Linked DNA regions of Mus musculus: regions 1, 2, 3, 5, 6 and 7 are each linked to region 4. Evidence: chromatin contacts called from public ChIA-PET, Hi-C, HiChIP or PLAC-seq and promoter capture Hi-C data. All regions are on one chromosome and are shown on one strand. Each heading gives the region's core, a stretch centred on a gene start, on an enhancer-like site or on the middle of the called end of the contact. The rest is flanking DNA. Distances are from core to core; before and after follow the strand shown.

Region 1 (2,700 bases), core at 134-2,633, 730 kb before region 4:
AATAGACTTTACACTGGGATCTACCCAAGTCCAAAGCAACTCAGTTTGTAAGCTTTATGTTGCCAGCCACATAAACACCTACAAAAAATGAATGGGTACCTAATGTTAACGAGTCCAGCTTAATTGTTAAAAGTCTTATCTTGTCAGGCAGTGGTGGCCCACGCCTTTAATCCCAGCACTTGGGAGGCAGAAGCAGGCGGATTTCTGAGTTAGAGGCCAGACTGGTCTACAGAGTGAGTTCCAGGACAGCCAGGGCTATACAGAGAAACCCTGTCTTGGGGGGGGGGGGGGGGGGGAGTCTTATTTTTTGTTATAATAGGAGAGTCTTAGAATTAACAGGTAAGGCCCCTGAGTACAAGCTTTAATTCTAAAAAGTACTTTTAAAAGTAGATGAAATACAACTACACACAAAACTAATGTAAAATTAATGGCCAGAGTGAGGGATCTGATAACGATCTAAAATTACTGGTTCCAAGAAACGTTTAATACATAAGGAAAGCATTATTGGAAAGAGAAAATAAGATGAATCGTATTGGGTTTTGTTGTTGTTGTTGTTTGCTTTGTTTTGTTTTTTCAAACAGTCTCACTATGCAGACCAGACTGGCCTCGAGCTCCAAAAAATACTCCAGGCTCCACCTTCCAAGCGCTGGAATTAACGGTATACGCCACCACAACCTGATCGACAAGTCATTTTCATTCGGCTGTATCCATTCTTGTACACACAGCACCGGGTACTAAGCATCACGAGGTGCACTGTCAAATGTCCTGACTGAGACAGCTAAATAGTGCAAATAAACTGGCATACTGCAGTATTTAAGAGCAGAATATCTGGGACTAAACCGCGTTAGTTCAAAGCCTACCACTGCTACGAGGAGCCGAGTTTCTCAGAAAATAGTTTTGACACCAACCCATTCTCTCAAAGAGAGAGAAGAAGCCCGAGTGTGGGAAGGAGCCACACTCCCGGAAAGCGCTCGAGAAGCCAGCCCCGCATGTCAGAGTATCCCGGACCAGGAACGTCTGTCTGTAGGGCAGTCCAGGCGAAGAGTCCGAAGATACAGGCACCAGCCGGTACAGAAGCTTCCGTACTCGAGCCAGCCCTACCGGCCAGTGAAAGACCCAAACGCACATCTCAACATCCGACCCAGTCCCTTGCAAAGAGTACCTGCGCCCTGCTCCGGCCGACACCAGGCAGCTGCACAACGGAAGCACGTGAAGACACCGAGTTGCTACCCAGGCTGACCAATCTGCTGGAGAAAATTCTACACAGCTGAGCTACGCCGGGGCCGCCGCTGCACGTGAATCCGCTTAAGTGGCAGACAGCACGTGGGCAAGTGCTCAGAAGGGAGGGGACCACTACAGCTATGGGACCTTCCATGGCTTCGACGCTTAGTGATGACGTAAGAACACGCCGCGGATCTCCGCTACGCTTGCGCACTAACTCCCGGCCGCCATTTCGCCATTTGCTGCGGGTAACCTGGCTATGACAGGCGGAAGTAATCGTTTAGATATCCGGGTGTCTCGCATTTGCCGTTGCCACTGGTACAGGAACTCGTCCACTGTTGCTATGTTGAAAAAAACCTCTATAGCAGGGTTGTACAAGGCAATAGCTGTTGCTAGCGTAGGTGTTGTTTTATCGACCTCCCTACTTTTATATGAAACTAGCCCAGTAATTGTTTAATTCATCTTACTTGAACCTCCATCCGGCAGCAGTCTGAGAATGTCTGTAGACTTTGTACCAACGATCGTGGCCGCGGTACTCTGCAGGCTTTTCTTACTCATGCCAAGTGTACTAAAAGCCCAACATTGGGTCTCAAAGCTCATCCAACCACATCCACAAGGATACCCGTAAGTATGTCTGCTTTCCTTTTAGCATGAGCCACGTGAAATCGGTTTATCCTATATTTTTGGGCACAAGTTCTGTTATCTAAAACGAATTCCTTCCCCAAATTTACGCACCAACTTCAATATCAATCTAAATTTCAATGGACTTTAAAGACTTCATGATGCCTAGCCATATTGTTTTAAGTCACCAATACAGCCCTAGACTTAATACTAAGGTTCTAAATGCACTTAAGAAAATAAAACTACCAGTACTTTGTTATAATGGGCAGACAAGTCCTATAAGGTGGTGGTGACACAAGCAAAACACAAAACTTAGAAATAATGACCCTTGTGAGTACTCGACTTTTTTTTTTTTAAAGGAACCAATATAGGAAGAGGACAAAAATGGGCAAATAAGGCTAGTCGATTCTGCTTAAGTAGCCCAGATATGGTATTTCCGTTGTAATGAAAACAAAAAACTGGAATTTTGGGAACAGAGATGATGGCTATGATTACCTTAGTCACTGCAAAATCTGAAACCACCAGGTCAGGATGCAAACGGGGGCAACTGCCATAAGATAGTCAAGATTTAGAATGATAAAGTAGTAGGGCAGGGGAAGGGTAGCCAGTGCTAGATGGCTGAGCTGTCTATGCTGTGGAAGCATGTGATTTTACTGAAGAATATAAAGACAACAAAGACAGCTTCCAACTTACTGCCAACTGCCCCTATCAAGTAGTTGGACTGAAAATAGTTGATGTAGAATATTCTCAGTGTAGAATATCAAATGTGCTTGAGAAGATGGGTATGGGAATGGAACTGCACACCTGCAGGTTTAGAGGGTTTTGGAGACAATTCTCTTCCTCCACCTTTGTCCCAGG
Region 2 (2,700 bases), core at 85-2,584, 590 kb before region 4:
GGATGGAGAGATAAGCAAGATGACCATTGTTGCCTTCTAGAACTGGCAGGCTGAGGAAAATCTCCAGAAGAGTTACAATGGCACCAGGGTTTGGCACAGGGGAAGGCTTCAGAGAGGAGAAAGCATGTTTTTTAGGGGTCATACCATGGTTGTTATAAGCACAGAGTCTGTAGCCTGGACTGTCTGGATTTGGAGTCTGACCGTGCCGTGTACTGATTGTGTGACATGTGACAAGAAGTAGAAATAATAGCAGGACCTGTGTTGTTGGGAGAATGCCATGAGTTAGCGTTGGCACGGTGCTTGAAAGAGTGTCTGGCATTGCAAAAGCCACGTGCTGGCTAACATGATCATCTTATTCTTTTCTCAGCCTTAACATAGCAGGCACAAAGGAGTGTGGGATAGTCCAGCAGCTAGCAGAAGGTCACAGTTTTGATGGCTGATGGTGTCGGGTAGAAACACTTGTTTGGATGTGGATTTTCCATGTTCAGGTTTCCCAGGGTGGGGTAAAAGGGAGCGTTTACTCTGCTGCATCCTGAGTACCTCTTCCTACAGGCTGACGGATGAGCACTGAGTTTGACCTGAGGCAGCTCAGACTTTCCACGTGAGTCCGAACCTTTCAGTGTTCTCCACAGGACCCTGATATGGGATTTGAGGGTTAGAGATCTGAAGCTCAGGAGCTCAGGAGCCACTGAGGGCTAGGGGAGGGGTCCTAGAGTCCCTGGGGGAATTTTTCATTTAGCCTCTGTTGTCTTTCAGAAGAGATTTGGAGATTCCATTCGGATAGCAGCATCCTCAGATCTCACCCCTTCTTTAACCCAGTACCAGTGGCTGATGGGTAAGCAAACACATGTGCTATCAGAGGCTAAAACAGGATTGTTTAAGGCATTTTCTCCACGGAGGTGCCAAAATCGCACTCTGATCAGACAGGAAGTCCTATTGCTTGAAAGGAGCCAATGCTATCAAGAGAAAACACATCAGGGCCCATCCTCTTGGAGAGGGAACTGTGACTAATCAACAAGGCTCCTCTCCAGCTGGCCTCGGGAGCCTTTGTTCAGCCTGGACAGGTCAGGGAAAGTTTGAGCAGGCCACAGTTGTAAGAGGGGCAGTTCCAGAACTTTCCCTTCAGTTTTCCAACCGAGGGATCATTGCAGGAGGTTAACCCTGGCAAACTAAGCCAAATCTACCAGGAGGATTTAATCATGTTAGTCTCCTACTTGAAGCACATCGAGGGTACCCTAATATGGTCTGCCAAGGCCTTTATGACCTGAACTTGGTGGTCCAACTCTGCCTGCCTTCTGTCTTGTCTGTCATCCTACAAGTAGCATTCTTTCTTCAGTTTCTTCAATGGGTCTGGCCAGTGCCAGTGGGCCTAGGAGACCAGAACTGCACACCTGAGGAAGAGGTCCGGTGGAACTCAGAAATGGATGAGACAGACCCCAGTGTGATAGATTTCTCCAGCCAGCCCCCCAGCTTCAAGCAACTACTGCCAATAATGGCTTCCTGTGTGTCTCTGCTCAAGTCTGTGCACTTCCTAAGGACCGGAGACCTGTCTGAGACCTCAGGTTTTCAGATAACGTTGATGGCAGTAACCTTGAGAGTGCGAAGAGGTCTAGAGGAAGGACCATCACCAATAGGGTCATTTGATGAGTGTGTGCCATATGCCACACTCTGCTAAAGACTTCGTGTGCCTTCCTACAACGACTGTGGTGTAGGAATTTTGCCCTCACATCATAGATAAGAAAGTTAAGGTCATTTACTCATTAGGAAGTGGTAAGATAGAAGCCGGAGTCCAGGATTTTAAGAGAAAAGGTCTGTCCACAAGGTGTATCGCCTCCTATGTGTGGAGCTGCTACTGGCTGATCTGTTGCCAGGCTTGGCAGGGGGGTTGGGGGGGGAGGGGTGCTCCAGGAAGGGCAAGAAGATGTGATCAGGGTGGGACCTCTGTTGTTTGGCCTCACTTCAAACAAAGATGACAGCAGGGAACTAAAGCCCCTGACTTCCCTCCTCTGAAGACCAAAGCAGGCCAAAAATAGGAGAGACAGGAAGCATTTGATCCCTAAGTGTCACATGAATACAAACATCCTGCCAACTCTGCCTTGAGGGGGTGGCTGAGAGCAGCTGCCACAAAGGGGCCAGCTAGGAGGTCAGCTTGCTGGGTGCCATGCAGCTAGACTCTCTGGGATGATCTAGGCCTGGGATACGCCAACAGGTTGAGCACCTGAGCATCTGGGTGGTGGAGAAATACAACAGACAGTATCTACCCCCATTATCATTACCCCTAGCCACATCCCATTGCCGAGCCCATGGCTGACACTGGCGCAAGGCCTCTCTGAGGTCCTTCCTGGACCTTTCTTTGACTTCTTTCCACCTACCCTTCCTTCTCTCTGCCTAACTCACATCAATCACATTCTGACGCTTTCTTAGCTTCCTGTGTATTTTTTTCTTCAATGCAGCTTGGCTTGTTCAGTCTGCTCTTGGCCTGTGCTTTTCTGAGAACCTCGGCTAACTGAAACCATCTAGTGATTCCTCATTTAACAGTTCAGAAAAACACAAATTCAAAGAGACAAAGGACTCTTCCTTTAAAATATGCTTTTAAAAGATCTATTTTATTTTATGTGTCTGAGTGCTTTGCCTACATGTATATATGCATACCAAATGCATGCCTGGTACATGCCTGGTACTAGGAGAAGTCAGAAGAGG
Region 3 (2,700 bases), core at 193-2,692, 520 kb after region 4:
TTTCCTTCGATGGTTTAACATTCATGCACTGAAACAGAAATGTAGATGACTTAAAGCTAACAGAATAAAAACTTAAAGAATCACAGTATAAAGCGTTCCATTAGAAAATGCACAGGTGCCAGGGTGAGGTGGTGGGCAGGGTGAGGTGACATATAACTGTGACCACAGCACTTGAGGCAGAGGCAGGGGGATCTCTACAGGTTCCTGGCCAGCCAAGGTTTAACAAGCCATAGTGAAACACTTCCCAAATATCAAAACAAGAAGGGGGTTGGGGAAAGAAAAAGCACGGATGTCAAATTGTCTGGACAAAGCCAAAAGAGCCTTGGGGAAAATAACCAACATTTTTAATCCCACAAATGTGTTTGGTGACCTCAGAAACCTAACAAACCCTTAGGTCTGATGGAATTATTTTTCCAAACAATAGCATAGTAATTTTATACAGAAGATGGCATGGTATTATAAAAAAGATATTTTGAAAACTCAAGTGTCATATTAGAAAAAGCAAAATAACAGCAGAAATCATTCTTTTTCTTTATGACACAAATATATAATCTAACCAAGATGTAAAGAAAGCATTTGTTCACTTCCTGCTTTACAAATCTTTTTCTAAGAATTAGTTAAGTTTAATGTTTTTATATCATTCTTGCTGACAACAAGACACTCTACAATATGGCCAATGCCAAGGCTCTATTCAGCCCCTGGCCTGAAGTACCTTTTTGGTAAATACTAGTCAATGCCTGGGAACTCTAGCTTCCTCTGCTGTCAAATACTCTTAATGCGGCATCTTTCTATGTGTGCATAACTTCCTTTCTTCTCCTGTGTAACATATGGAACCCCAAGTTTCTGTCAGTGGGTATTATAAAAGCGTATGCATGCTCACGAAGAACAGTTTGGGTTGTAGAAAATTAAAAGACTGTCATCCCAACAATTAACCTCCTGTTACAGAAAAAGGAGAAGCCATCTGTCCTGTACACCCAGGTGTAAACCCCAATTAGTGAACTTCAAAGTGTCCAGGATGGCCCGCCAGATGCTCCTGCCTCCCAGCCGCCTGGGAACAGAAAACGCGAGCCAACTAGTAAAATGCATGCCACCGTCGCCTGTGGCCGCGGAAGGCCCGCATTCACACGCTCAAAGTTGCTCCTGCGGGCCACACGCGAACTTAGCAGACGCTGGTCCCTGTCCCCGAAAAGTTCTGGGTCGTCATCGACGACTGCGGACGAGCCCTGGCGCCCACCGGGCCCGCATCCGGACCCTCGGCCGCGCACGCGCCGAGACCCAGGTCAGGAGAGCGCGCTCCCCCTCACGGGCTCCGTCCCGGGAATCCCCCGCACCCGTTGCCCCGAGGGCCCAGCATCGTGCACCTGGTCTTCCTCGCTGATATCGATGAAGGCCGGGACGCTCATGGTGAAGGCCGGGCTGCGGAAGACGCTCCGATCCAGAAACACGCCGACCGGAAAAGAGAGCGGTGCCGTACAGGGTTACGCACAACCGCTTCCGGGTCAGCCACAGAGGGCGGGCCTCGTGGGCGGGGCCCACAGTACTACTTCCTCCCCGCGGGCCTCTGCTTCAGCTCCTCGCAGGCTCCTACCTGAAATCTTCCCCTCTCCCCGGAAACTTAGGTGGGTTGGGCTAAAGTGTCCTCTGCCCGCCTGCTGCCTGCGGGTCACGGAACCCTACCTGGGCCAAAGCTTCGGGAGCCTAGAGAGCTCTTGCTGCCTCTGAGAGCTTTCCAGGTGCCCCCTGTCCCTAAAGCCTTGGAACTATTTTTTTTTTCCCCTGTGTTATGCTTCCCAGTTTGCTGGTCCAGTTGCTAGGCCATGCTCCTTGCTAAGTAAGGGTGACTAGTTTTCAAAGAATGCTCCCACTTAATTAATAAGGACTTATCCAGAATACACAGTGCCTCAGTGTATGTTAGGGATTGACTCCAGGATCCCTCCTCTAAGGATTCCAGAATCTATGGGGCTCAAGACGCTTACATAAAAATGGCTTAGTTCGTGTCTATATAACCTCCTGTGTACTTTAAGTCATCTCCAGGGCACTTAAAATAGCTAATCCAATGTAAATTCTATGTCCTCTGTTTTCTAGGGAATGACAAGGTCTGCGTATTCAGCACAGATATTTCTCCAGAATATTATAGTCTGCAGTTGATTGAACCTGGATGCAGAACTTGGAGCCATGAAGATCAAGAACATTGTAAATGCAACAATAAGGGGGAAATGCAATTAAAAAGTGGGCTGAAAAAGTAAAAACAGACTTTATTAGAGAATATACACATGGTATCCTCAGTTGATAGAATGTCCCCAATAAATGGCCTGTCAGGTATTTTCTTCCTTAATGATTGACATGGGAGGGCCCAGCCCACTGTGGGTGGTGCCACCCTGGGTAGGTGGCCCTGAGTTGCATTGAAAAGTAAGCCAAGCTAGCCACAAGGAGCAAGTCAGCAGGCAGCGAGCAAGCCTCTGCTTCAGTTCCCACCTCCAGGTTCCTGCCTTGGGTTCCTGCCATGACTTTCCTCAGCGATGGAGGTTAACCTGAGAGTTGTCAGATGAAATGAACCCTTTTTCCCCAGGTCGGTTTTTGGCCAATATTTTATCATAGCAATGGGAAGCACACTAAGACAATCTTCCTGGAGTACTGGGTTACAATGTGGAATGAGTGTGTGTGGGGGGGTACGTTCTCAAGGAAGAAAAGGAAGAGAGA
Region 4 (2,700 bases), core at 116-2,615:
AACAGGTCCAAGGTAATTTACGCACACACCCTTCAGCGCAATTCCTCCAGCACAGATAAGACTGGGAAACAACAGGCTTCCCCCAAGATCCACATACCATTTTACAACAGCCGTCTCCCCCCAGACAGGAAAACAGACATTCTGGTCCCGAGTCCTTTCCGCTGGTCTCCCCACAGCGCGAAGGGAAGAGGGCCGCCGCCGCCGTAACGAGAGAAGCCGGCAACAGCCCCGCCGCGCGGCCGCCACGCCTTCCTCCCGCCGCCGCTGGGGACGCGAAGCCTCGGATCACATTTCTCCTCCCCAACAATCACACGCACGCACGTCTCCAGAGTTGACACCCTCCAAACCCGCCGCCCCGCGACGCCGGTGACAGGGCCACCAAGCCTCCGCGGCGCAGCCACGGGGCTGGGCGCTCCGGCGGCGGCGTGCGTGCACGTTGGTCTTCGCTCCCATCAATGAAAGGAACGAGGTCTCCGTAGTGACGGCCTAGAGCCGCCGAGCCGAAACGGGGGGCCCCCGTGGGACCAAACAAAACTTCGGTTGCTGGGAAGAGCCGTTGCGCAACCTAGGCTTGGGGGAAGGCCCGGACAGCCCGGCGCGGCCAGGGCGGCTTCCCGGAGGCTGCGCCAAGCGCGCGCGGAAAGCACGCGCAGTCCCCGCGTACGGCCTCCTCGGGCCTGGCTTGGCGCCGGCCTTCGGGAACCGCCCGGGCCGGCCGCACTGGACAACCGGGCGGGAACGGAGAGCCGTCGCTCCGAGGGTTCCCCCGGCCCCCGAGGCCCCGCGACGGCGCCGAGCTACCCGCCCTTGCCTGGCTTCCTTACCTTCCTAGAGGCCCGCGCTCTCCCCGCTTCGGGCGGCCGCAGCCCTGAGCATGTCCGGGGTGGGTCGCGGGGGCCGTGCGGGGACCCGGAGCCAAGCGCTTCAGCAGGCGGCGCCACCCAGCCGGGGCTCAGCCCCTCTCGGCGGCCGCTGCCATCTTGTCCTGGCGGCTGAGAGGAAACGGCGAAACACCCTCCCCCGACCGCTGCTGCTGCTTCTCTGGCTGCCGATCGCCGGGCCCGTCTCCCTCATCTTCCTTCCCGGGGACCTGGGGTGGGGACCGCTCGACTGGGGAGAGGGGCAGTGACAAGCCGGCGGGCCACCGGGGCCTACGGGCAACAAGGGATGCAGGGCCCGCGGTGCTGAGGGCCCATTTCCCCGGAGTTGAGACGAGGACGAGGGCTGCTTGCGAGGCCGCGTCGCCCGGGGCCTGCGGCTCGGACTCCTCGGGGCGCCGCGCTGCCGGCAGTCGTCACCCGGGCAGCTGCGGCAGGCCGCCCCGATATCGGGCCCCTCCTCCGCGCGCCCGCCGGCCTCGGCCGCCGCCTCCGCAGCGCCACCGCCCGCTCGGCCGCTCTGAGCGCCGAGCCCGGGCGGCCCCGCTCGGGTAGGGCCGCGGCGCCTCCGCGAAGCCCCTCCCCAGGGTCCGCCTGCAGCCGCGCCCTTGACGCTCGCAGCCCGCCAGGCGGCCCGCGCGGATCCAACCCTGAGCTCTCACGCCATCCCCTCCAAGAGGAACGGCTTCCGTCAGCCCTCCTCTGCAGTTCTGAACCTGACTCCGGGCCCAAAAATACACATTTAAGGGACAATCCTAATACCCAAAGGGGTTCAGATGCGGAAGCAGGATTCCACAGGCCTTTCCAGGTTACCCCATCCTAATTCTCTTCCCACCCCTTTAGAATCTGTTTCTTGGCATCTTAGGAGTCTAAAAACGCAGAAAGAGAATGAATAATCTAAGCCTAAAATAGGTCCTTCTCGCTCCCCCATTCCAAAACAGCAGGAGACTTGTCACACCACGTCAAAGAATGAGGGACGGACTCTCTTGGAAGTTTTCCAAGTGCACCACCACAGTGGTTGAGAAGCTGCCCACCTCTACGTTGATAATTCTCCATCGAGTTAGTTCCACACCCAAGCTAGTTTCTTCGCTCCTGGAAACTAGGAAATCGACAGAATGGTCCATTTCCACCCACGTAACCATAGAACCATGGAATTTGAGATGAAAGAATCTTACTGATGCATAGTCCAAACTCTTATGCTAAGACAAGGGTTTAGACAAGTTTCGATGACGTGAGCAAGGTTAAAGAGCAAAGCTTTAGTCTCCACCCCTCTCCCCTCCATCTATCTCTCCAGAAAGCATCTATCTTCGAAGCAACCCATCATTCAGTAAACCTATTTTGCCACCTGTTTCGTCTGGGTTCTAAACTAATATTTAACGTTTCCGCAACGCAAGCACCTCTGTCTCTATAATGGAGATGTCCTTTGCTTTCTTCCTTTACTAGAAGGACTGAGCTTGCCGATGTTATTTCTCCACACATATTCTCCATTGCAGCAGCTGGGGCTAAAGGGAGGGTCAACTCGCTGGGTAGATACTAGTCCTTTACCTATTGCCTTTCAAACTAGGACTGTGTAGAATGTCTTTAAAGGGGGAAAGGGTATCCCCTCGAGGCCACTGATAATCCTTTTTCCAGTGACCAGTGTTTTCTTCAAGATAGGAGTACAGTGAAGACTAAAGTAGAAAAGCTAATGACTGATTTTTAGAAAAGGTGTATGCATGAGATGGCCACAGTGATGCAAGTCTCTATTGCCAGCGCCGGGTAGATGGACAGAACCGGAAGAGGCTCGAGATTACCCTCTACATCCAAAAGGAGGGCAATGTCG
Region 5 (2,700 bases), core at 141-2,640, 910 kb before region 4:
AGGCCAGGGTATCCGTGAAGGCACTTTATTCAGTCAAAGGTAGTCGTTTGCAAGTAACCCTTAAACACTCTAAATAAATGGAGTTGATACTATTGCTGCTCCCTTCACCAGGACGTGTGTCCTCAGATTTAGGCTCTGCTTCTTTCAGATTCTGGGCTATCCTCTCTGGTTTATTGAATGACTTCCCGGTCACATCAGACAATGCAGAGTTCACTTTCTCTGTGGAACTGTCTGTTCCTTTCATGCTCTGGGTGTGTTCTTTTTGAGGGCCTCTTGCCCAAAGCCAGCCTGTCAGCACTACCTGGGAAGCTACCACCAAGACAGCGGGTAATCATCAGAAACTCTTGAAACTATCCCAGAGTTGAAGGTTTTGAGTGTCTCCCATGCCCTGTGCATCTTCTGAGCTGTGAGAAGTGAGACAAAAAGAGCTCTTGTTGGGCTCTTGGCAGAGGGGAAATTTGGAAGGAACATCTTTGGAATCAAGAGAGGTTTCTCTTGAGCTGTAGAGAGAGCAAAGTATCTGTTCACACTTGGGGCCTGGGTTCCACCCATGACCATTCACTCTTACCTAGATAACATAGCTGATGATTTAACCTTTCTGTACTTCAGTTCTCCCATCTGTAAAAAGGGAATAATCCAGAGAAGCTACCTGGTGGAGTGCTTTTAAGGACTCAGTGAGATGGGACACAATAAAGTCTCCTAGTCCAGTCTCACGTCCTCTGATGGAACTGGCACAGTACTAGCAGCAGTGAGCTGCAGTCCCCACCTTCCTCCTTTGTGCTCCCCAGAAATGACATTGGGGATTATTACTCTGCCATGGACTGTTTGTACTTTCTATTTGCTGATCTAGTGTTTAAATCACAGACATGATCTGGAGGGGAGCTAGCACGCAAAGCCATATGTAAATTACATGTGCATAACATGAGCTCCCATGTGCTCTTTTTCCTCTTCGCCCTTCTCTCCCTGGATGGCAGAGAGTTGTCATTCCAGACGCTCACAGGTGACCACCAGCCTGCTTTCCTCCTGCTGTGTTAGGCTGTGTGAGCAGCACTGCCCAGCCGTGCAGTGTAATCAGAGCTGGCTTCTTTCTATAGGATTCATTTGTGGTGTGGAACAGCCATGTGTTTATGCAGTTGCCACTCATTTGTCCACAGTTAGATGTGCCAAATCTGACACTTGGGGTGAACTCCAAATAACTTGGAACTATGTGCAGGCTATACAGGCGTCTTAATCAAACTTATTACAAGGCATATATCTAAATTGGAGGAATCCAGCTGCCACTCTGCCTCTCCTCTCTTTCTATGCCTGGCACTAGAGGGAGGAACCATTCACAAAGAGAACTTCTAAGAAAAGGAAGGACACAAAGCCAGGATATTGCATCACTCTGTTGTCACCGTTTGTGAAACATGACCAATGCTGACAAGCTGTTGTCCTATGTGGCTTCCCTGGAGCCCTACAAATCACTCCTGGTTGGTTAAAGGACAACGCTGATTCTTCTTGCCAGTTGTTTTGGCTGTGACCTGTGTTGAGGTCCACTGTCAGCACAGTCTCTATTCTTCATAGGGGGGAGAGAGAGAGAGAGAGAGAGAGAGGGGGGGGGGAGGGGGAGAGAGAGGGAGAGGGAGAGGGAGAGAGAGGGAGGGAGAGGGAGAGAGAGGGAGAGAATATGTGTATGTGTTGATTTGAGCCCATACGTATCTTCCTCTTTCCAAAAATACAAGAGACCTCTAACTTGACCATCCATATGACTGGCTGATTGCTGGAACATTCTTGGGGCACTTAAAAATGGTACTTAACTGGCTATATTTATTTTAAACCTCCAAAATTGGGTCTGAGTTATCTGGGTGACAATTTTTACCTTCAAGACTAACTCTTTTTAATGCCTGGTAGTGACTGTATTTTCTGTTCACATTTTCTGTGTGTAGTATTTCTACAAAGCACTGTGTTTCACCATGGCATTTTCACATATTTGTAGGGTACTTGCCATATATAACCATGTTCACCCCCTTACCATCTCTTGTTTCCTTCCCTGTCCCATTGGTACCTCCTATATCCCCCCTTCTAATTTCATGCATTTTAAGTTTAGACAGTATTCTTCAGTGTTCCTCAGGTGGTTGTGATGAGTAGGCAAATGGAAGACTGTCTGGCTTTACTGGTTATCAGTGGGGTTCTGTGCCAGGAACCTCTAAGTGTATATCAGTCTGGCAAAGTCTAGGCTGAGAGAGACTGATTAGAGGTAGTATCTGAGGCTAGCCTGTGTCTTCTTCTCTCCTGAGTAATGAATGGAGGCTATGATCAGACCTACTCAAGGAGGAGCTTGGAGTGCTTTGGAAAAAAGAATAGAAGTCAGCAGTCTTGTGGGGTTCACTCAGCCACACCCAATGAGTGGATGGTCATATCTGTCCAGTGCCTTCTGGGAGATGAGAAAGATTCCAATGATTTTTGTTGATTGTCTCGTGGAATCCTCATTGTAGACTATGAGCTAAAGAGCCTGTTACTAATCGTGTTTCATAGATGAAAATATGAGGGCTAGGTACAGTTAAAGTGGGTAGTCCAAGGTCACTCACTCATAAGCAGGTGAAAGAACCATTTGAGTTTTATTTCCACCAGACTTCAAGCTCTACTTTCTATCCTGAAGGCTTGAATCAAAGTCAGTACACAGGGCGGCTGAGACAGCTCAGCCTGTAAAGACATCTGCTA
Region 6 (2,700 bases), core at 58-2,557, 520 kb before region 4:
AGCAATCTTTAAATTGGGGCTGAAATGCCTATGTCTTTGATCCGGGCTGTTCTTACTAAACAATGGATTCTGAGAGCACTCGGGACTTTCCTCTTTACAAACCTGAAGACTGTCATCATCATAAGCTAACGGGCCTTGAACGATCATTTCTGGACTCAGTTTCAAGGAACTCAAGGCCCAGGGGGACCTAGGTTTTTCTCCTGAAAAGTAGCTAGCTGGAATCCATCTCTTCCCTTCTGTATTTCTTTCTCCTTCTAGAACTTGTCTTCAAGCTTGAAGGAGAAACCTGCCCTTTTCTTTGTTTTATATAAGACAAAATAATAGTAAGTAATAACTGAAAGTCTTTTTATCGGGAAGGAACTTCCTCCGGTCCAAGCAAGTATTGCTGCTGATACTTTACAGAGAGGGCCAGCCTCACCGCTGGAGTTCGCTCTTTGAAAGAGGCTAGGGGAGGGAATTCTGCCGCCAGCAGATGGAGAGGAGACCCGGACAACGTGGTCCCTCCCAGACACCCTCCCTGCGGGATTAGCTGCCCCCAGCTCTGCTCAGGCGCACCTAGCGCGTGAGGTTCCTGGTCACACAGCTTGCGCCCCTCTCTGGAGAGCAGTCGCAGCTACTAGCTTGCCGCCAGCAGAGCCGCACTGTCTCGGGCATCGCAGAGCACCACGACTGTGGACTTGGGACCTCGAACCCGAGACGAGCGCGCGCTAGCCAGCCATTAGCAACGCTTGCATTTCTGCAGGTGCTTATTTCACATTCTTGTCTTTTCTTTCCTGCTGGAACGGGCGAGTGGTTACTTTCAGCCTGAGGCCAAAGGGAAAGGCAGAAGAAGGGGAACTCTGAAAAAGACAGTTTAGTGGCAGCGGGATTCTTGCCCCAGGAGAGGGGCTCAGGGGAGACTCTCGGTCTCTGCCGCGGGCCCTTTTAAGAAGCCAAGTCAGGGCTGCCGCTGTCGCCGTTGCTGCTGCTGCCGCTGCCGCCGCCGCCGCCGCCGCCGCCGCTATTTGGATTGCTAATCCCCAGGAGCCCCGTTTAAAAAAAAAAAAAAAAAGGAAGAAAAAAAGGGGGGAGGGGGCGGGCAGCTGTCTCTTTAAATGTGATTTCCTTCTATTGTATTTGAATCGTGATCAGGAAAAAGGAAATGAAACCAGAGACAGAGGGAAGCTGAGCGAAAATAGACCTTCGCGAGAGAGGAGGGAGCCTGGGGAGAGCCGCGCGGTCAGCTCCCCGCCCCCAGGCCGCCGCCCCCTCACTGCCCCCGGCGCCCCGACCCCGGCGAAGGTGCGAGGGGCTCGGGGCGACCGGGCGGAGCCGGCTACTGCGCGCGATCGGGACCGGGCGGCGGCGGCGGCGGCTGTGGTGACGGCAGCGGGACCGGGATGGAAGGTTAAGTCCTGAGCAGCGGCAGCTGTCGCAGCCACCGGAGGGAGGCCGGGCTGCTCCCCGGCCCCCTGCCTTGGCCGCCGCGCGCCGGGCAGCTGGATGATTCGCTCTCTCTCTTTGGCGTTTGAAGGGAGCGCGGTGACTGTCCTTGAGCGTGGAGGGGCGAGCTCGCCAGCGGAGCGACCGAGCAAGAGGAGGCGCAGGAGCGGCGGCGCCCGAGCACCCGAGGGGGTCCGAGTCCAGGCAGCTAGCCAGCCACGCGCCACAAAGGGAGCGCCCCCGCCGCCCGGCACGCCGCCCCCCTCCCCAATGTCCTCGGCCATCGAAAGGAAGAGCCTGGACCCGTCTGAGTAAGTGTGGCGCTTCTGTTCCGGCACCCCAAACAGGGTCCCAGGCTAGGCGCGAGGGGCTGACTCCAGGTGCGCGCCCGCAGCGTGCCCTTGATCCCTCCGTCTCCCAGGGGTTCTCTTTCCTCGCGGGTGACTCTGGAAACACCGAGAGGGACTGGGCGGCGGAAGCTGTAACTGGGATCGACCCTGCGGACCGCTCCGGGCTATCTGGAAAGCTCCCCAAACCTTTACCAGGGCCAGAAAGTTTGCCCAGGAGCTGGCACCCGGAGCTCTGAGGCACAGGTGCAGGGCAGGGAGAGTGGAGGACAAGATTCTGCCTTCTCCCTTTTCGTCCCACCCTCTCCAGGTTCCCTTCCTTTTTGTCCATTTGGCCTTGGAAAGGGGGGCATCCCAACTAGAACATCCCGGGGTCTCCGACGTCGACTCTCCTACCAGGCCCGGAGTAGAGCGGACAGTTGATGAGGTCCGCTTGTCCACCTGGGAACTGGTTCTGGCCTCCAGAGACTTCTAGAATTGCTAATCTGTCGTTCCTCCCGGTACATGTTCGCCCCTCCCCTGAGTTTCCTAGTGCGGGCATGTGAACCTCGAAAGTTAGTGCACATTTTTTTTTCTGTCTAGTATGTTTTTCTAGGGAGCAGAATCTCATCGAACTCTCAGAAGGGCTGTGTGTGTGTGTGTCAGCGAACCAGAGCTTTAATGAGCATGTACTGTCTAGTGCTCTGAGCTTTGCGCTGGTTTGCAAAGAACAGCCCCCCCTCCCTTCCCCATTCCACAGCCTGTACCCTCCTAGCCCATTCTCTAGCCTTAACAAGGGGAGCCAGGAACGAAGGTATCGGTTTTTTTTTTTCCACGTCCACACAAATGCCCTTTTAAGAGTCATTAGCTGTCTGGTTTTGAGTTTTTATTCCTTTGAAGTCCTCATCTAATCCTTTGAAGGGATTTGTTAACACAAGACCAAAGGCACTGC
Region 7 (2,700 bases), core at 20-2,519, 930 kb before region 4:
AGTAAAACTGCCAAATAAAAAATCGCTTTATGGGGAAAGGGATCATTAATTTAAGGAAAGAGACAAACCAGACTTTTCTAGTTCGTATCCAACTCACGGCCCAAGGTCAGAACTGTAAAGTACAGCACAAAGGAGCTATTCAGGAGCTGGCGAAGAGGACTTGGGACGAACGTTGTGCACAATCCGCGCTTTGATTTTGCAGTCCTGCTGGAGGGGGGCTGGTGCACGCTTGTGCACGTGCGTGTGAATAGTTATGGAGGAGCAGCTGGTCCTCCGAGAGCTGGGCGTGGATCTATGCAATCAGTAGCTCTCTAGCGAGCCGCTTGGGGTGCACCTGGGCGCTACTGGAAGGACAGCAATTCACTGTACCCAGGAGGCACCGAGTCCCGAGGGGGAAGAAGACCTGCGGACCCGCACATCATGCCAGCAAGTCCTTAAAAGGGAACACCTGCATGCACGAGGTGTTCAGCGCAGGTCCTCGTTTTTCATCTGGTTCCTTGCAGGCACTCCCTCCCACCTTGGACAAAAAGGATCCGCCTGATAGTACACCGGTAGGAGGAAAGCCGTTCATTCTTTAGGTTTGGACTCCCACCTCCTAGATAATCCTTGGAAAACAGTGGACTGTAACAGTGGATACAGGGGTGTGATCACAGGCCTCTGAGTGCCGGGCTATTTTCAGGTCCCAGTTTAAGATAGTCTGTTTCGATTGGAGCCTAAAGTCAATATAAACAAAACTAGATAGATCTGAGAAGAGAAGCAGAGGTGCTCCCCTGCCCTCCAAACATAAATAGCTTTTCATTTCTCAAAAGAGAAGGAGGAGGGGCTTGGTAGAAAGTCGACAAGAAAGGTGAGTCGGGTCTCCTCCCAGTTTTCTTTTCCTACTGCCCTGGGCTGGGTGCTCACAGCTTTACAAGGAGCTGCCTGCCTAAGTCTAAAGCATAGAAGGCGGGAAAGGGACAGCACATAGGGGCTTTTCCTTTTCGTTTATCTTTTAATCCTCAGCGCTGGGGCCTGTTTTCGGGTTCCCCCGGCTTTCTGGGTCTCTGCGCCCCACCTCCTTGCCAGCTCGCTCGCTTGTTCTCCCCACCCAACCCCCTCAGCCATACCCACCCGCTACACCCCATTCTCGGTGATTTGCATATTTCCCGCCCCTCTCGGAAACCATTGGCATAGCCCTTGCCCGGCGTGGCTGATGATTGGTGAACCGCCCGGGTGTATTTGCATGCGGGCCGCTCCAGAGGACCTATCTGTGTCTGTAACCCGCGCCCCGTAGAAGTTTGTGGAGCGCTTTCTCAGCGGCTGGTCCCAGACGGACCTCGGGCGCCTCGCTCTTCGGTGGCCGCCCCGTTTTCTCGGGATTCTTTCTGTGGTGATGGACTCTCCGGACGCTCTGTAAGGGAAGCTGAGAGCTGGCGGCGCGAGTTCAGAGGAGGAGGGCTGGGAAGTCCGTTCGCTGACAGCGGCGCGACTGAACGCGGACGGCGTCGGGCTCCGGCCGGCTGAGAGCTTCGCCTACCTTCCCGCGGCCTGTGCGCGGGCGATGCTGCGGCCCCGAGGCGCGGCGCGGCGAGCACGGAGGGCGCCTCCGAGAGCCTAGAGCTGGTTTCCGCCCCCTTCCCCCGGGGCAAGTGGGCATGGAACAGTGAGAGCCCCTCGCTCGGCGAGGCCGCGCGCGGAGGCTCCCCCATGGCCGGGACATACAGCTCCACATTGAAGACTCTGGAGGACTTGACCTTGGACTCCGGGTATGGGGCCGGCGACTCCTGCCGCTCGCTCAGCCTTTCGTCTTCCAAGTCCAACTCGCAGGCGCTCAACTCTTCGGCGCAGCAGCACCGCGGGGCGGCCTGGTGGTGCTACTCCGGCTCCATGAACAGCCGCCACAACAGCTGGGACACGGTGAACACAGTGCTGCCCGAGGATCCCGAAGTGGCCGACCTCTTCTCCCGCTGCCCGCGGCTCCCGGAGCTGGAGGAGTTCCCTTGGACCGAGGGAGACGTGGCCCGGGTGCTCCGCAAAAGCGTCGGCGGCCGGAGGCTGCCCTCGTTCTCCGCCGAGGCTGTGAGACGCTTGGCCGGACTCCTCCGCCGGGCGCTCATCCGCGTGGCCCGGGAGGCGCAGCGCCTTAGCGTGCTGCACGCTAAGTGCACCCGCTTCGAGGTGCAGAGTGCGGTGCGCCTGGTGCACAGCTGGGCGCTGGCCGAGAGCTGCGCACTGGCAGCGGTCAAGGCGTTGTCCCTCTACAGCATGAGCGCTGGGGATGGGCTGCGCCGCGGCAAGTCGGCGCGCTGCGGCCTCACTTTCTCCGTGGGCCGCTTCTTCCGTTGGATGGTGGACACTCGCATCTCCGTGCGCATCCATGAGTACGCGGCCATCTCGCTAACGGCTTGCATGGAGAACCTGGTGGAGGAGATCCGGGCCAGGGTGCTGGCGAGCCAGAGCCCAGATGGCGGAGGGGCAGGAGGTGGAGAGGTATCCGCTGAGGCCTTGGAGATGGTCATCAACAACGACGCCGAGCTCTGGGGAGTCCTGCAACCCTATGAGCATCTCATCTGTGGCAAGAACGCCAATGGTAAGCACGAGGGGGGTGTGGGTGAAGGGAACCTTGACCTACAGGCTGGGTGGGCCACCCCAGGAGTGGATTTTCTTAGGAGCAAGCTGTGAAGTGAACCACCGGAATTCTGGGAGAATTCTTAAGTGGAA

What was found. Promoter capture Hi-C pulls out the DNA fragments that hold promoters and counts their contacts. A called contact is a pair of places that touch in the nucleus more often than the background predicts. ChIA-PET counts read pairs in DNA pulled down with a chosen protein or histone mark. HiChIP or PLAC-seq counts read pairs in DNA pulled down with a chosen protein or histone mark.
Region 1: a promoter capture Hi-C map of hippocampal neurons shows a contact between it and region 4, with 5 times the contacts expected there. The contact joins the promoter of Nat10 here to the promoter of Hipk3 in region 4. A contact is called at or near these places in 5 of 39 promoter capture datasets (the C10 cell line, hippocampal neurons, liver and 2 more), 2 of 484 Hi-C or Micro-C datasets (B cells and CD4 T cells), 1 of 115 datasets of contacts at active chromatin or transcription factors (memory CD8 T cells) and 1 of 9 other capture datasets (adipose tissue).
Region 2: an H3K27ac HiChIP or PLAC-seq map of heart atrium shows a contact between it and region 4, with 3 times the contacts expected there. The contact joins the promoter of Lincred1 here to the promoter of Hipk3 in region 4. A contact is called at or near these places in 4 of 39 promoter capture datasets (the C10 cell line, hippocampal neurons and liver) and 1 of 115 datasets of contacts at active chromatin or transcription factors (heart atrium).
Region 3: a contact with region 4 is called in a Hi-C map of CD8 T cells, with 7 times the contacts expected there. The contact joins the promoter of Eif3m here to the promoter of Hipk3 in region 4. A contact is called at or near these places in 2 of 39 promoter capture datasets (liver and pre-B cells), 1 of 484 Hi-C or Micro-C datasets (CD8 T cells), 1 of 115 datasets of contacts at active chromatin or transcription factors (memory CD8 T cells) and 1 of 9 other capture datasets (adipose tissue).
Region 5: a contact with region 4 is called in a promoter capture Hi-C map of hematopoietic stem and progenitor cells, with 2.9 times the contacts expected there. The contact joins the enhancer-like site here to the promoter of Hipk3 in region 4. A contact is called at or near these places in 6 of 39 promoter capture datasets (hematopoietic stem and progenitor cells, hippocampal neurons, liver and 2 more).
Region 6: an RNA polymerase II ChIA-PET map of memory CD8 T cells shows a contact between it and region 4, with 6 read pairs. The contact joins the promoter of Lmo2 here to the promoter of Hipk3 in region 4. A contact is called at or near these places in 4 of 39 promoter capture datasets (the HPC-7 cell line, fetal liver, hippocampal neurons and 1 more) and 1 of 115 datasets of contacts at active chromatin or transcription factors (memory CD8 T cells).
Region 7: a contact with region 4 is called in a Hi-C map of CD8 T cells, with 8 times the contacts expected there. The contact joins the promoter of Abtb2 here to the promoter of Hipk3 in region 4. A contact is called at or near these places in 6 of 39 promoter capture datasets (hippocampal neurons, liver, neutrophils and 2 more), 2 of 484 Hi-C or Micro-C datasets (CD8 T cells and embryonic stem cells), 1 of 115 datasets of contacts at active chromatin or transcription factors (astrocytes) and 1 of 9 other capture datasets (adipose tissue).

Annotation. Positions count from the first base shown.
Region 1 is chr2:103,759,887-103,762,586 of GRCm38.p6, forward strand. It overlaps Nat10 (N-acetyltransferase 10), which reads right to left and starts at 1,384. Exons shown (of 29, transcript NM_153126.3): 1 at 1,163-1,384.
Region 2 is chr2:103,899,617-103,902,316 of GRCm38.p6, forward strand. It overlaps Lincred1 (long intergenic non-protein coding RNA of erythroid differentiation 1), which reads left to right and starts at 1,335. Exons shown (of 7, transcript NR_131913.1): 1 at 1,335-1,562.
Region 3 is chr2:105,015,585-105,018,284 of GRCm38.p6, forward strand. Eif3m (eukaryotic translation initiation factor 3, subunit M) reads right to left here and starts at 1,443. Exons shown (of 11, transcript NM_145380.2): 1 at 1,362-1,443. The coding sequence starts at 1,403. It overlaps Gm38521 (predicted gene, 38521), which reads left to right and starts at 1,537. Exons shown (of 2, transcript NR_165821.1): 1 at 1,537-1,619; 2 at 2,086-2,700.
Region 4 is chr2:104,493,124-104,495,823 of GRCm38.p6, forward strand. It overlaps Hipk3 (homeodomain interacting protein kinase 3), which reads right to left and starts at 1,366. Exons shown (of 16, transcript NM_010434.2): 1 at 825-1,366.
Region 5 is chr2:103,582,096-103,584,795 of GRCm38.p6, forward strand. All of the region lies in intron 1 of Abtb2 (ankyrin repeat and BTB (POZ) domain containing 2), which reads left to right. It overlaps 8030431J09Rik (a long non-coding RNA gene), which reads left to right. Exons shown (of 2, transcript XR_866592.2): 1 at 1-2,700. Among named protein-coding and RNA genes, the nearest start is that of 8030431J09Rik, 11 kb to the left of the region's middle. Within about 2 kb of position 1,391, at least 79 of the 459 cell types and tissues checked have an H3K27ac peak or open chromatin away from gene starts, as enhancers often do. A contact at or near this core is called in hematopoietic stem and progenitor cells and liver, where this site is marked.
Region 6 is chr2:103,968,980-103,971,679 of GRCm38.p6, forward strand. It overlaps Lmo2 (LIM domain only 2), which reads left to right and starts at 1,308. Exons shown (of 3, transcript NM_008505.4): 1 at 1,308-1,733. The coding sequence starts at 1,483. All of the region lies in intron 1 of Gm38515 (a long non-coding RNA gene), which reads right to left.
Region 7 is chr2:103,565,041-103,567,740 of GRCm38.p6, forward strand. It overlaps Abtb2 (ankyrin repeat and BTB (POZ) domain containing 2), which reads left to right and starts at 1,270. Exons shown (of 17, transcript NM_178890.3): 1 at 1,270-2,569. The coding sequence starts at 1,687.